Regions from separate parts of the Sus scrofa genome. Here region 2 is linked to region 1. A link is a contact called in public HiChIP or PLAC-seq data. All regions are on one chromosome and are shown on one strand. Each heading gives the region's core, a stretch centred on a gene start, on an enhancer-like site or on the middle of the called end of the contact. The rest is flanking DNA. Distances are from core to core; before and after follow the strand shown.

Region 1 (3,968 bases), core at 923-3,422:
CCATTGAACAAAGCCAGCTATAAATAAGAACTGTGTCCTGTAGGCCAAAGACTTCAGAGAAACCCAAAGCACCACGAGTCCGTGGGGGCGCGGAGAGATGTCCATCTTACCCTCGGAGGCAGGAAAGAAAGTGATAAAGTCTTAGCGGTCAGTTTTGCTGGAGTAAAGGTTTGGGGAAACCATCACACGCTTGGATTATTCTCCACCGAACAAGCTCCTGCCTCTTCATTCACAAAGTTTCCCCTCAAAGGCCACTGCACTCAAGACACCAAGCCTTTCCGGGTAATAACTACGTACACAGCGTGCTCAGCAACTTTCAAAGATTTTCACAGCAGTCTGGGCTTAATAATTGCCTTGCTCCTGGAATCCACCACCACCAGCACACTCGAACACGGAGAACCAAACAAACTCATGTTGAAACTACCGAACAAAACTCCAGCATCTTAAAGGAATATGTTTATAAAGGGGGCATCCTTTCACCTTTCTTTCCCGAGGCTTTGCAAGACAGGCTGGGCCGGGCAAGGCCCCAAGAGAGCCCTGGGCACGTCCTTCCTTCATCAGATAATCTGGGCAGGTGACACCAGGTCCCTTCAGGCCTCTCACTCTCAGGCAATCTGCTGTGACCACAGAGAGCACTTACAAGTCTCCAGCTCCACAGTCACACCAGGCTGTCCTGCCTAAAGGAGGACCGTCCACACTGCTGATTGGCCTTGGCAGGAAGCCTGATTTATACTGGAGATTCTTGACTCAGAAAGCATGTGATCTGTGACACTTTGACTTGTCAAAGTCCCCCAGTCGATCACACAGTGTCTTTCACTTTAGAAGGTTTTATTCTGCTCGTGATTGTAAGAAATTATTTATCAAGGGTGAAACAATATTCACTAGCTGAGTAAAAAACACAAGTAAAATTCTCGACATCTCAGAGTGGCAGAAAAATAAGAAGGAAAAGTGGTGTTTCAAATGACCCTAATTAATTACATTTTCCCTCAGAGCACATCAAATATAAAAAAATATAAAAGAGTTAGTAGTGTTGGGCTATTTGGGAACAAATTAAAAACAAAACAGAGTTCTCTTGCGGCACAGTGGGTTAAGGATCCAGCACTGTCACGGCAGCAGTTTGGGTCACTGCTGCGGCGCAGGTGTGACCCCTGCCAGGAACGTCCACATGCTGTAGAAATGGTCAAAAAAAAAAAAAAAAAAAAAAAAAAAAGAGAGAGAGAGAGAGAGAAAGAGAAACAAAAAAAAAAAAAAAAAAAAAAAAAAAAAAAAAAAAAAAAAAGAGAGAGAGAGAAAGAGAAACAAACACTTAAAAAAAAACAACAAACCACAGAGAGGCCCATTATTCTCACATCCTTGAGGGGTGATATACATCACTATTGAAGGGAGAGAAGAGTGATGTTTTACGTCCAGCTGAGGACTGAAGCGCTGGGGCTTGCTTTGCATGGCTCCTGTGCTCAGGCCCTGAGATCCCTTCCCAACAGGTGCCTGGCCTCACTTGGCCAGAACTGAGGAGGACTCCTTTCATCTGAATCAAATTCGCAGCAATTCTCTTTTCTCTTGATAAGACCACTGGATAGCAGGAGCTGGGATGATTCCCATTTGACAGAACAAGAAACTGAGGCACTGGGAGATTAAATCAAAACATCCATGATCATCAGGTCAGGACAAAAGTGTCCTGGAACCAGGCCTCCTGGTTTCCAGTCCCCTGAGCTTGCTCTACGGGTCAGGTTTCTCTTTTCACTCGAGAAACCTCACTATCTTAAGAGTCACATTGTTCCTTTGTCTTCAAGATTCATTTTCCCTGTGGAAGTTTTGTAGCTGAATGTAATTCATGTGTCTGGTTGCTTTCTCCACAATTTAGGCTGCTTGTATTGAAGAAGCAGCACTACCACCTATATCATGGGTTGTGCCTACAAACCCAGTTATTTGAGAAAACCTCAAATCACATGCCACCAAGCACCAAAAACTTAACCGTTTCTCCTTACAAACTCCCTGCCTGGAGCAGTCACACAAGCACAGTCAGTCCCACCAATCTCTTTATGTAAATAGCAGTCATCCAACAAGGGAGGAGGTCTGTTTATTATTTTTGATCCTGTTTTTGCTTCTGGCAAAATTTCACAAACAGCAGAAGTTGGCAGAACATCGGTATTTTCTTCTGACTGGCTACTGTTCTCCAGCTACAAGTGCAGAGCGCAACTGCAGCTATTCTGCTCTGCAGGCCGCGGCTGTGGCTGAGGTCAAAACTGCACAATCTGGGCAAAAAAAAAACAAAAAAACAAAAACCAAAAAAAACAACTCTAGTTCAGGGCTTCTCTCAGGAAATGGAGACCCTGGTTGAACACATGCTTTCCTTCCACTACGGAAGTGATGAGCAGAGGTCCAGGGTCCAGAGAACACTGCCGGTCTGACCTGATTCCCGCCTCGATTCTCACCTGCTACGGCCCCTGGTGAAGATCACATGTGTTGCCAAGCTCCAGGGCCCCAAGATCCCTGGGAAATCTGGGGGAGCACAGCATCCACCCCCGGCACTTTCTAGGAAGAAGGGCGGCATTTTGCAGGGTAGAGAAGGTGGGTAAGGAGTTTGGGGGTGGAGGAATCTGGTTTTTTAACTCCGGTATGCTTGTTCCTACATAACCTTGCTAGATTCCTTGCCAAAGGCCAAATGCTGCTGCCTTGATGTTTACTTTGGACAGGGCGCCCTCGCTGAAGAGCAGCCAGCCCTCAAGAGAGTGGTGGGGGGTGGTTAGTAGAGAGAATGAGCGTGAGGAATTGCTGCTGGTTTTGGATACAGAATAAAGTCCTTCAACAACTTGAGGGGCTGGAGGGGGAGAAGAGGGAGGGAGAGGAGCAAGGAGGTCCCAAGTGATGAAGAAACCCCAAACAGCCTGCCTGGGTGCTGGGTAGACAGGCTTATTACCTAATTACGAGGGTGCCAGGGTTGTCCATGGTGAAGAACGTGGGCTTCTGAATCACAAAGACTCCAGTTCAAAGCCCAGCTCTGCCACCTACTTGCCAGGATACTTTGGGAAAGTTATTTAACTCTGAGTCTTTGTCTATGCCTCTGAACAATGAATATCAAAGGCCTGTTAGGCTTTACTGTGTCTATTGCCCAGGTGAGTAAATTTAATTCTTGAGTCTTTTAAGAAAATTACAGAGTAATATACGTAGTGCTGAAAAGGGTTCCTGGTACATACGAGGGAATCCTCAACAAGAGTACGTGTAAGTAACTGTTAGGGTTTTAAAGATTTTGTCATCGTTTCAAGAGCTAAAATCTGTCGCTTAGAATTGATCAAAAGTCCACATCATCACTCCCCAGATCCAAGTATTTGATCTAAATGCACTGAAATGTTAATAAACGACGGTGTCTCTCCATGACCAATCCAAACTTCCACTTTCCTTTTCCCTCGGGTGACCCAGTGGAAAGTTCTGCCCCAGCCCAGGAGGCATGGCTCGCCTGCACCTCTGGATGCAGCTGCACAAGCTCCAGCAGCCAAAGGAAGCATGACTGACAGTTAATGAGCTGAAAAGAACCTGTCTCAATTCCACGTCATCCCTGCGTTACAGAAGCAAGCGACAGGCTTCCCAGAATAGAAGCTGCCGTGTCCAGGGCCAGTTCTGTTAAAATAACCAAAGATGGGAGAGGAAGACAAAAGTGAGAGGAGAAATGTCACGTGAAACAGAATTAGAAGGGCTCTGTCAGAAACTGAAGTATAAAGCTGGATGTGAGGAAGTAATTTCACTCTACACGGAAAGGGCAAAGGAAAAAGTTGGACTCTGAAACCATTTCTCTTCTACTGGTTAGTTAATGTTTTACAGCCACACGGCTCATTGCCAAGTTTCCGTATTCGATCAAGTGAGTCTACACGTTTCGATAGAGTCCACTCTGGGAAATGGGCTTGTTCACACAACAAGACCAAGTGAAAAATCCATTTCCAAAGGAACGACTTAAGGAAAATGAGGCGAGAAGC
Region 2 (3,968 bases), core at 1,067-3,566, 190 kb after region 1:
AAAGCAAGAACTCCTTTGGCTGGAGAAATAAGTAGAGCTGAAGAGTATATGACCATAGTTACTATTTACCGAGTGTCTACTACATCTAAATGTAGAGTTTATTTCACTGATGCCGAGTTAAATATCATTAGCTGTCTTTTTAATGAGAAAGCTGAGGCTCAGAGTGGTTAACTTGCCCAAAGTCATTTGAATGCTAAATGCACCCTGTGCATTTCTGACTCTACCAACCTGCCTCAAATATGTCCTACCTAAGGAGCAGAGATTTCTTATGGCAAACATTTCTGAGGTTCTCTGGTGTGAAATGAGGCTTTGTGATCCTGAAGGATGTGGGTAATTTTAAACAGGTCATATCTCCCAGAAAGAATCAGCATTTAGGGATGGGATACCAAAAAAAAGTCACCCTGATCACCTGACCTCTAGGAACCATAGCCAAGTATCACAAGTAAGACCTCCTTGTGGAATCAATTCTCAGGCACTGGTACAACCCCTTACAAAGCAGAGCTGTGGTGTGGGGCCTGACCCAACACAGTCAACACTCCTCCCACCCTCCCAAAAAGTCCCAGAATGAACACAGATAGAATATCACATGATCAGGAAAGCTGATTAAGCATTTGTCAAAGCCCATAGAACTGAACTGACAGGAAGGGTGAACCCTAATGTAAGTAATGATTTTAGTTAATGATACTGTAACAATATTGGTTCATCACCGTAGCAAATGGGTCATGCTAAAGAAGGATGCTAATAATAGGGGAAACTGGGTGTGGGAGTGAAGGGTGAGGAGTATTTGGGAACTTTCTACACTTTTTGCTTAATTTTCCTGTAAACTTAAGATTGCTCTAAAAATGAAGATTTGTTTTTTCCTTTTTTTTTTTTTTTTTTTTTCTTTTTAGGGCTGCACCATTGTATATGGAAGTTCCCAGGTTAGGGGTCGAATTGGAGCTGTGGCTTCTAGCCTATGTCACAGTCACAGCAACGCCAGATCCTTAACCCAATGAGCTAGGCTAGTGATAGAACCCGCATCCTCCTGGATACTAGTCAGGTTCATTACCACTGAGCCACAACGGGAACCCCTAGTTTTTTATTTTTTATTTATTTTATTTTATTTTTTGGCCATGCCCACCACATGCAGAAGCTGTTACAGGGCCAGGGATAGAATCCACGCTATAACAGTGGCAATTCTGGGGTCCTTAACCCAGTGAGCCACCAGGGAACTCCCTAAAATTTAGTTTTTTAAAAGTTAGTTATTTCCTGTATCAACTATATAAAAGCTTGCAGTGCACGTTCAAAAAAAAAAAAAAAAATTCAAGTCCAGAAAATATAAATCTAGGATCTATTCAGCCTCTAACCATTTAGCCCCCAAATCTACAGTTTCCAGCTCAGTCAAAGAAACTAGCCAGAGGGTGACTACACTCAAGGTCAAAGAGTGGGGCTTGTGGAAGAGCCCCATGGGAGAGTTAACATTTGACGCCTCCCCATGAGACCCTGAACGAGTTAGTGCAGATTCCTCAAAGACCGACCAAGTGGTAAACCCAGAAAGACAGAACTACTTTGGGAATGGAATCTGTGCTCATCAGGATATCACACTACCAGTGTTAGCTGCTCACCTCAAAGGTCCCTTTACAACTGGGACAGAAGGCGCTCCAGACCTCCAGCCCTTAGGATGGAAGCACAGCAGACGTTTCCTTCCCCCACTGGATCGAGCACCACCTTCTCAATGCAGCATCTACCAACCTCCCAATCTACAATGCAAACACTCCACCCCTGCCAACTCCTTACCCTCTTTTGCCTTTTTCTTTCTTTTTTTTTTTTTTTTTTTTTGGACTAGCACATTTATCACACTCAGCATATTATACATTTTGCTCAACCTTGCTCATTGTTTTCTCACCTCACTAGTGTAAGTACTAGGAGGAGAGAGATTTTCCTTTTACTCTTGTATCTCAGCCTCTAGAAGGATGAACCTGGCACTCAATATGCCTCCTGTACATATTTGTTAAATTGAAAGAATAAACTAGAACAGGGTCTAAATAGGAAGGTGTATCAGATGCCCAGTTTGCAAGGAATTGAGAAGCAACCAGACCTGATGGAGGCAAACGTCAGAGTGCATGGAAAGGACGTATAAAACAGAACCATTAGAGTTTAAGGCCCTCATGCTCTATCTCCCCAGGCCTTTGCACTAGCTTTCTCAGTTTATTTTTGACACACTGCATTGGGTCATCACCTATTACCAGTAAAAAAAGAGTTGAAAGGAGAACAGGGGTCAACAAGATTGGATGATAGGACTGCAATCCGCCAGACTGGCTGGAGGCTTGAGCGAAATAGCTTTTGGATTGAAGCGGAGCCCTTGCTTGGCTTTTTTCACTCTCATTAGCAAAATAAGGGTGACCAGTTGGCCACCTAGGACAACTGCCAAATAGAGAACTTCTGTGACACATTCTATAGAGATTTAATTTCAAGGTTTTTTTCTGCCGCCACACCAGAAAAAGAAATAGCCATCCCAAACCACTTAAATACAGTAGGAAACATAAAAACAAATGCACCCCAAGAGAGTAAGGACTGTACTTAGGGTTCCCACGACAAATCTTCCAAAATCAACAGTGTGGTTTCGTTGAATGTTATCAAAGCTTACGAGCCATACATTCCCACGACATGACTCAGGGACTTTATTTCCTGCCTTCACTTCCTTCAGCTCGGGACCTCACTGAGAGCTTGGCTTTCGTGTGTAGCAATGTAGATATTTCTAGCTTAGCTCGCGTAGACCATAAAAACTGCTCAGAGAATGAATACGCAACGTGTGAGAAGCAAATCAGAAATTTCCCTATTTCATCCACTTTTGTAATTGTACTTCCAATTAAAAAAATATTCACATCAGCTTTTCCTATCACATAAGGTTTTCTCTGATATCACTTGAAACTTTGGAAAGAAGTGTTTCTGTTTTACGTTAGAGAATTGTTATGAAAATGCTAACTTAATAGGAGTTTCTCTATACGGGGAACTATCTGAAAAACCCTCAAAGATAAATGATAAACATTTACAAGAGCGGCATGAGCTCCCAAGTTAAAGGACTGAAAAACTTGAACACTCTCTTCATGTGGATCTCTTACTTTCTTACCAGGCTTGAGTAAAATATTTAAATATTTATGTCTCAGTTTTACCATCTTCTAAACAGGATAGAAATACTTGCTGTGTATATATGACCTTTGAGTAAAGCTGGTAGAAAGAAGGAGGAGGTTATGGATGGTTCTGAATTGTTTTGAATTATTCCTTGTCTTCTCCCCTTCTCCTATAATGGATGATTTAAATCTTTTTTCATCTCGGGCAAAACATCTTTCTACATTTATTACATTGTATCATTTATTTCAGACAAGGAGGTCTTTGAAGCAAGTTTTAAAATAAGAAAATACAACAGCATAGTTACTAACATAATAATGAGAATTGTTACTACTAAATTAATTAGAATAATTGGTCAGTTCCTAAAATACCCTCATGGTAGCAATTTCCTTTGGGTCTCATTCTTAATGTGCAGATCTCTCCCGAACACATCATCCTACTTGATTATGCAGCAATTTCCCGTCTTCTCATACATGATATTAATATTAGCATTCAGTAATTTATTCATGTTAACTACTTGTGTCATATTAAGTTCTTTGTCTGAATAACTTGTATGACAAGACACATTATAAAATATATATTTTTTTTCTTCTGGCCATGCCCACAGGATGTGGAAGTTCCTAGGCCAGGGATTGAATCACCCCACAGCTGTAACCAGAGTAATAGCTACGACACCAGATCCTTTACCCTCTGAGCCTTGAGGGAATTCCATAATATGGTTTTAAGTATTAAACATATAAATGACTTCCACTTTTGTTAACTCTCTTTTTACAATACCTAGGACAGAGGAATATACAGAAAAGTGCATTTATTTTATTTTATTGTATTTTGGCCATGCCTGTGGCATGCAGAAGTTTTGG

What was found. HiChIP or PLAC-seq counts read pairs in DNA pulled down with a chosen protein or histone mark.
Region 2: an H3K27ac HiChIP or PLAC-seq map of skeletal muscle shows a contact between it and region 1. The contact joins two enhancer-like sites. A contact is called at or near these places in 2 of 47 Hi-C or Micro-C datasets (embryonic fibroblasts and fibroblasts) and 1 of 2 datasets of contacts at active chromatin or transcription factors (skeletal muscle).

The regions. Positions count from the first base shown.
Region 1 is chr11:9,675,074-9,679,041 of Sscrofa11.1, forward strand. All of the region lies in intron 1 of STARD13 (stAR-related lipid transfer protein 13), which reads right to left. Among named protein-coding and RNA genes, the nearest start is that of STARD13, 61 kb to the right of the region's middle. Within about 2 kb of position 2,173, at least 39 of the 83 cell types and tissues checked have an H3K27ac peak or open chromatin away from gene starts, as enhancers often do. A contact at or near this core is called in skeletal muscle, where this site is marked.
Region 2 is chr11:9,863,430-9,867,397 of Sscrofa11.1, forward strand. The region is part of intron 3 of LOC110255744 (a long non-coding RNA gene); the gene reads right to left. Among named protein-coding and RNA genes, the nearest start is that of STARD13, 130 kb to the left of the region's middle. Within about 2 kb of position 2,317, at least 29 of the 83 cell types and tissues checked have an H3K27ac peak or open chromatin away from gene starts, as enhancers often do. A contact at or near this core is called in skeletal muscle, where this site is marked.